Regions from separate parts of the Gossypium arboreum genome. Here region 1 is linked to region 2. Evidence: chromatin contacts called from public Hi-C data. All regions are on one chromosome and are shown on one strand. Each heading gives the region's core, a stretch centred on a gene start, on an enhancer-like site or on the middle of the called end of the contact. The rest is flanking DNA. Distances are from core to core; before and after follow the strand shown.

Region 1 (3,781 bases), core at 1,159-3,658, 140 kb before region 2:
ACAATTGTTGAACTTGAAACTGAATTGAGTCGTCTCGGAAGGCCTATTGCTGCTGATGCAGGCGTAAGTGTTCTTTTCCTCTTATCTCTCTCTATCTTGTGTGTGTGGCTGAAGTTTGGATATGCTCAGCCATTTCTAATTGCAGATGATTCTCGGTTAAAAGTTCTTTGAGAATTGCTGATGGCTTAAATTTTTATACAGGGAAAGTTGTACTCAATCATGGAGATATGCCGTCTTTTTGACCAAAACTTCCGAGAACATCTGGATGGCGTGTATGTATCACATTTTGTTTTTTACTATAATCCTTAAGTTACCTGTCTCCAGGTTCACTTATTTTTTGCTATTTTTGATGACGTTGAATTTTTGTTCACAGGCGTTCTGGTGGTGATAAGGTTTACAATGTTTTTGACAACCAACTTCCTGCTGCTTTGAAAAGGTTGCAATTTGACAGGCAACTATCTATGGAGAATATTAAGAAGCTCATTACTGAAGCTGATGGTTATCAACCACATTTAATAGCTCCCGAACAAGGATATCGTCGTTTGATTGAATCTACTCTAGTTACTATCCGAGGTCCGGCGGAGGCTGCGGTTGATGCGGTATGAAAGAAATCTTGGGAAACGGAATATTATGTTCAATTTGACTTGTAAATATTATTCTGGTTTTCCTCTCTTTTCTCTTAGCATTATTTGTTTTGGCCAGATCCTTAGCATCATTGGTCTCTTCATGCAAAAATTTTCGAAGATTGATATTTTCTTCTATTTATTTCTTAATCTAAAAATTTCAATCAATGTTCGTAAGGTTGCTGTTGTGTATCCCTTTCTGATTAATCATGTTTACCATTCTTTCACACCATAGCCATTTTTTTCTTAGAAATCTTTAGACATTAGGAGGGATTACTTTTTCTTATCCTGGGTGAGAAGGATCATGACTGAACTTTTTTTTCCTCTTTTGGGGAAGGAAGTGTAGGGGGGACCTCTTCATTGAAATCCGCATAAATTGCTCCATAAGTCTACCTTATACATAAATCATATGGCGCATAACTGTTTTATAGAGAGAAACGGCATATTTTCGCATAAAACTTTTATTTATCCAGTGCATCATGCTTCAGATTGGGTTGATTTCCTTTATCACACTTTTCAGGTTCATTCCATTTTGAAGGATCTGGTTCACAAGGCTATCAGTGAGACTCCAGTATGTTCCCTTCTTTGCTTATCTTATTTATGTCTCAAGAGAAATCATGCCTATTGGATGATTATAAGTCATACCATTAACCTTACTTTTGTTTGTTATCTATTGCCCTTGAGTTTATATTTCAACTTGGTTTGGTTTTCAGGAATTAAAGCAGTACCCTGGTCTCCGAGTAGAGGTTGGAAATGCTGCAATCGAGTCTCTTGACAGAATGAGGGATCAGAGCAAGAAAGCAGCGCTTCAACTGGTTGATATGGAATGTTGTTACCTTACAGTTGAATTCTTCCGAAAGCTTCCTCAAGATGTCGAGAAAGGTGGCAACCCTACGCAATCAATATTTGACAGATATCATGAAACATACCTGAGGAGAATAGGTAGGTTCCTGAAAACAAGAAAAAGGTTTCTTGAATGATAGATCTTAATCATTTAACAGATAATGGGTTTGACCAATGATATATGGGCAGGAACAACTGTTTTGTCCTATGTTAACATGGTTTGCGCCACTTTGCGCCACTCGATTCCAAAGTCCATTGTTTACTGTCAAGTCCGTGAAGCTAAAAGAAGCCTGCTTGACTTCTTCTACACTGAGTTGGGTAAACTGGAGGTAAGAATTGTTGCCTCTTAGCATCTCCTTATGAACTCTGGGGACAATAGATGATTAGTGTGATTGACTTGGGAAAAATTCTTGTAGCAAAAACGATTGTCGGCATTGTTGAATGAGGATCCAGCAGTCATGGAGCGACGCAGTGCTCTCGCAAAGAGGCTGGAATTATACCGTAGTGCTCAAGCAGAAATTGATACAGTTGCTTGGTCCAAGTAGGGTGGCGAAATTGTTTTTGATTGGGCAGGCAAAACATAATTCATTCTTTCATTTATGATATGTATGAGCAGGGAGTCGTCACCTAGGGGAGGGTTGTTTTTTTTTCTTCTTTTTTAATGTATTTCATTTCTTAACGGCAGTTAAATGTAGTCATAGTTTTACCATCATCATTGTGAGAGCAATATCATTTGTTGCGTATGCTACATTTTTATGAAAATATATAATATAGAAATGTTTGCTAACATCTTGTCTTGCCACTATCTTAAATATATCATTTCGAAAGGTAATTTTGTTTTAATGAAAAATTATAACTCTGGTAGATTTTCTACAATTATAATTTTTTTTTAAAAGTTTGTTTTAGGTCATTCGGCTAATCAAACTATATATTACAATATAAGAGCCTAAATATCAATGCAGTCACATGAAATCGGGATATTATATTTTTTTTATTATTGTTATACACGATCCTTTCTCGACAAAAAAAAAACCTACAGTAGTTGTAGGTCCACATTCCCTGGGGCTTTTGTCCATGGGCCGGCGACGTTTTAATAAAATAGTGAATATGGTACGAGATCTATTTGCCATTGCTGGTGTTGGAAGAAAGAGATTTTAACGATGCTTAATGTCCTGTGTCGCCAACCAACTGCTTCAAAATATTAAAAGCTATCATCACAAATATCATACATACGGCTCCCAGATCTGCTCTTACCTCTCAATTCCAGTATAAAAGGTAACCGTCTTTCCTTCAATTTTTCCCCATTACTGCTATCTGATTTGTGAATCAGAATAGCATTTGGTTATTCTATTGTTTTAACCATTTTATCTCGATGGGTTCGTCTCGATCTACTTTATCTTTCTTTTACGCTGTTTGTTTTTGGGACTTAATGTAGTTGTTCAAGTAATGTAGATGGAAAACTTGAAAATAATAAAGTGCATTGATTGATGGTGTTTTTCAGCCATTTTCTGTTGTTGGTTTTGCTCTTCAATCAGTTCATTTCTTGATTCTGTTGAATTGCTGATGCATTTTTTTGGGGGGGTTTTATTGCTTGTCATTATGTCTCATAGGCTATAGAGATGTTGATGGATCTACACCAAATTTTTTTATGATGCGTAGAAATTAGATTAAAAATTTTGCATTAGGATTACCCGGGGGGGGGGGGGGTACTCCATATGAAGTCATTTAATGTATATAATAAGATTGATCCTTCTTTTCTTATATGGTTTTGAATCTTGGATCACTTTTTTTTCTGGGTTTGTTTTAATAATTTCTTATATTTGGCTGCAATCAGCGCCAGAAGGCTACAAACTGTAAAAGACAAAAGCGAAATCATACTTAAATATTCCAAAAAACTTGCAGTGAGAGTTAAAGCACGAGATTCTGTGGTATTTAATCTATATGATGGTCATCAGACCTTGGATTTTGCAGTTCTCTGAATGTTACTTAGTCACCACGGGCTGGCTTTGAGCAAATGTTTCAGTAAAAACTTAGTTCAGATACTGCTAGTTTTTGCTGCCAGACCGAATGTAGTAAATTGTTCTTGGAACTTATCTAGGTGCTCAAAAGATGGTTTGGTACCAACCTAGTTTAGATGATTCTAAATAGGCGTTTGAAAAATGTTGGAATCGGATAGTTTTTGAAGCTTAGGAACATTGCATGTACTTGTTGATGTTAGCTTTGCCCTGATAAATGTATCCTATTGAGCACATATTTAGATTATATCTTCTATTACGTAGGAAGTAATTTATGTTTCACTTGTGCATACAGGTAAG
Region 2 (3,750 bases), core at 132-2,631:
TTTCAATAGTCTTTTGCTCGTTTTAATTTCGATTATGTGGCATGTACATAGGTAGTAAAAGTGAGTCAACTTGTAACTACATGCTTGGTTTGAATTTGGACTAGTATATATATTATGAAATGATAATGCTTACATTTGTATTAAAGCATGATTTGGTCATGTTATGTTAATATATATACATAGTGTTTTAATGGTTTGTTTAAATGTGCTAATGGTAAGAATTGAACTTAGAAATAACATCGTTGGTATGTGATTTGAATGGCTTGGAAGAAGAAAGACTAGGTTGTGTTTTAAACAAGTTGTTGGATTGAATTATTATCAAAGATGTTTTGAATTGGTAATGGCTATATGCATTGATTGGTATGTATTTTGGAGTATTTTGTGTAGGTATGATGTGTGGTTAAGTGCACCATCTTAACCAATTTTGGTTTTGGCATGAAAAGGGACCAAATGGTAGTTTTTGTCACATTTTCATTAAGGTATTGATACCCTAGTAAGAGTATCAATGCCTAGTATTTTCAATCGGTTTTACAAACAAATAGAAGGTCAATTTGGTATCGAGAATAAGGTAAGGTATCGTAACTATAAGGAAATTTCGGTACATTGATCCAAGTATCGATACCTTATGATTTTAACTTGATTTTATGAAACATCAAAGCTTAATTTTGTATCGGTAATTTTCTAAAATTACAATTTAGTCCTTTTTGCCACATTTCCACATCCATAATATCTTTCTTTGATTATCATCTCTAATATCATTTTTTATTTCATAAAAATTCTTTATTTGACTCATTTTCTAATTTTCTTAAAAATTTACTATATTCGATTCTAAAATAGTGTTTTATGTCTTATAGAAACTCTTAGGGTGTTATAAGGAGAATATTGTACCAACTGACTATAAAAGCACATTCTTTTTAATTCTTTAAATGAATGTTTACCTTTTAGTTTTAATAATAAAGAGAATGTAACAACCGATAACTGTAACATGGAATAGGGAATTTTATTTGGAATTATAACATAGAAAATATGTCCAATAAACTCTTAATGCAGTAATAAGAATATTATATTGTAAACATGAGAGCTTGGGTTCGACCTAAGAAAAAAGAAAAAAAATAGTTTTAACTTTATTTAGGACCTATATTTGACATTTATTGGGAGACGAATGCAGAGACTATTGTTGACAAGTTTCTTTAGCTGTTTAAGGTCACTCATTACTTCCTCATATTACCCAAAAAAAAAAAAATCCTATTTTAATTCTACTTCTAGAAAGAAGAAAAAAATAATGGGCCAAAAAGAAGACAATCATTTTCATTTATTTATTAACTTGGGATAGCCCAAATATTGGGCTTTAGTTGCCCCATATCAAAGCCCAAGATACATATTAGGCTTTAAGGCAGCATATTAAGCTCCTGAGTTATGCCAGGGTCGAAACGTTTTCAATTTTCGAAACCCGCAGTTACGAAGATACCCTTTCTTGATCCTCATCACATCTTTCACTTCAGCGATACAGACACGAGAAAGGGAATGGCGGACTCTTCTTTCATTCGCTTTTAATCTTTTCGCTTTACAAGGTAACTAATCTTTCTGAATCCTCCCATTTTTCATATCTCTCTCTTTTTTTATTTCTATTTTTTTATTTAATTACTGAATTGACCTCTTAAACTTCTTTGAAAATCCCTATTTCTGTGAGGTTAGCAACTTAATCAAGTTTTTGAATAACATCGATATATGCATACCTAGACGATCCTAAGTATGCATGTATCTTTGATCATTTGATTTTTTATATGATTTTGATATTTTACTGGGTTTTTGTTGTTATTCTTGTAGGTTTTCATTTATTCTTGACAGGTTTGTAATTTTGAAAAGATAAAAATGGATGTGGATTTGGTTGCAAGTGAAATTTTGGAGGAGGATACTATTCCAGTTATTGATCAAAACAATGTAAGCTTCTAGTTAAATGATTATTCGGATTATTATTACTTCGGTTATTTCATTTCATTTTACTTTATTCTTTATTTTGTTTTCAATTTTGTCCTAGTTTCATTGATTTTTGTAGCTGAAAGTTGAAAAACTCTAGTGTTAGATGCGTGGAAAAAGTATTCAAATACTTGCACTGGTTTATGATAGTTGTTTGATTTAGAGTCTTGAATGTGTGTGTTCTTTTCTTTTTCCTTTTAAATGCAGGATCTTTCTAATTTCGATGGCGGAAGATGCGGGATATGCATGGATATTATTATTGACAGGGGGGTTCTTGATTGCTGTCAACACTGGTATTTTTCTGCATACTGTTTCTAGTTATTCCTATTTTCATCTTTACCCCCTGCAGCATCTTTAATTAGAAGCAAAGCTCCTTTTCTTTATGGCGCTAGTACTGTGGGTAGGCATCTAGTTTTCTCTTGGGGGTGTTTGGTTTGCCGCTTAACATACATTCCAGACTAAGGTGTTTGGATTTCAACATTCTGGCCATCCCGTAATAGTATAGGGTGTTATGGCCTCTTTCTTAGTAATCTGATATTCCAGGCGAAATCTGAATTTAGGACAAAATTACTTCTCTTTTCATTATATTTATCAATATAGTCCTTTTTATAATATTTTAAGACAAAAACCAAAATATCTCTTCTTTTTTCTTCTCTTTTTCTCTTTTAAGTTTGAAAACTAAAATTGATGCAGATACTCTATTTTGTATATTTGTATGGATATTTTTTGACAAAGCCTGCCTTAATATACTACTTTTCTTACAAGGAAAAAGAAGAAAACTATGTTCTTTATCGACCATGAAATAACTTTAAGAATGGATTTTTCATACGTAAATACAAGCTTTGTGAGTATATAAACTGTAGGGTTTTCCTTGTTTGAAAAAAAGAGTTAAAGAATTTGGTTATGGTCAGTGTTTCATGTACTTAAGAATGTCTGCAACAAGTAAGCACACACTCCTCCAAAAATTGACTGAGCTGACTTGTATACAGATTTGGGTCATTCCTAAAATGATCAACATGTGGTGTGGAGACAAACCATATAAATAAATTTTCATAATTAGGTTTAGTTGTGGTTCAATTGAATTCATATGATCCTTCAAAAGAAATTGAATTCATATGATAAAATAAAGGTGTAATAAAAGTGAATTTATTAAGTTATTTTAATATTATAAAAATTTGAGACTAAAAAATGTTGAAAGAAGTGAACTTGTAAACGCAAAATCTTACATTCTCGTAATCCTATTACGAAACATAATCTTGCATTCCCGCAATCTTATTACCTTCACTTTTTGATTATATTTCTCAATCTTTCTCCTCAAGGAGTAAAGTTAAGTAGAAGAAGCTACACTGTTATTTTGTTTTGACTCTCTACTTTGATTTTTTTAATGTGACATTTTATTCAGATTGATTAAAAAATCAATTAGTGTTCTGATGTCTTTGGATCCTGTTCTGAATTTGATGATGCGGGTTCATCTTGTGAATTTCAGGTTTTGTTTTGCATGTATTGACAACTGGGCAACAATCACAAACCTTTGCCCACTTTGCCAGAGTGAATTTCAGTTAATCACCTGTGTTCCAGTGAGTTATGCAAAATTCTTAAAGCTTTGATTTTGGTCTCCCTCTTTTCCTGCTAGTTATTTTACAAAAGTTATTTTTCTCTAAATGGCCCATCTGTATGCTAATTTGGCTACTTCACCTTTAGTTACCTTGAAATTCTTTATGAAAGTATATGCAATATGTTGATTAAATCATTTGAGCTACCATTTTGATCATG

The links. A called contact is a pair of places that touch in the nucleus more often than the background predicts.
Region 1: a contact with region 2 is called in a Hi-C map of leaf, with 5 times the contacts expected there. The contact joins the promoter of LOC108462864 here to the promoter of LOC108467121 in region 2. A contact is called at or near these places in 2 of 5 Hi-C or Micro-C datasets (both in leaf).

The regions. Positions count from the first base shown.
Region 1 is chr8:47,708,480-47,712,260 of ASM2569848v2, reverse strand. It overlaps LOC108462864 (GDSL esterase/lipase At4g10955), which reads left to right and starts at 2,408. Exons shown (of 3, transcript XM_017762778.2): 1 at 2,408-2,741; 2 at 3,777-3,781. It overlaps LOC108460767 (dynamin-related protein 5A-like), which reads left to right. Exons shown (of 16, transcript XM_017760408.2): 10 at 1-63; 11 at 202-272; 12 at 374-599; 13 at 1,144-1,194; 14 at 1,337-1,565; 15 at 1,656-1,795; 16 at 1,883-2,253. The coding sequence ends at 2,011.
Region 2 is chr8:47,565,289-47,569,038 of ASM2569848v2, reverse strand. LOC108467121 reads left to right here and starts at 1,381. Exons shown (of 15, transcript XM_017767639.2): 1 at 1,381-1,571; 2 at 1,828-1,941; 3 at 2,185-2,270; 4 at 3,464-3,554. The coding sequence starts at 1,873.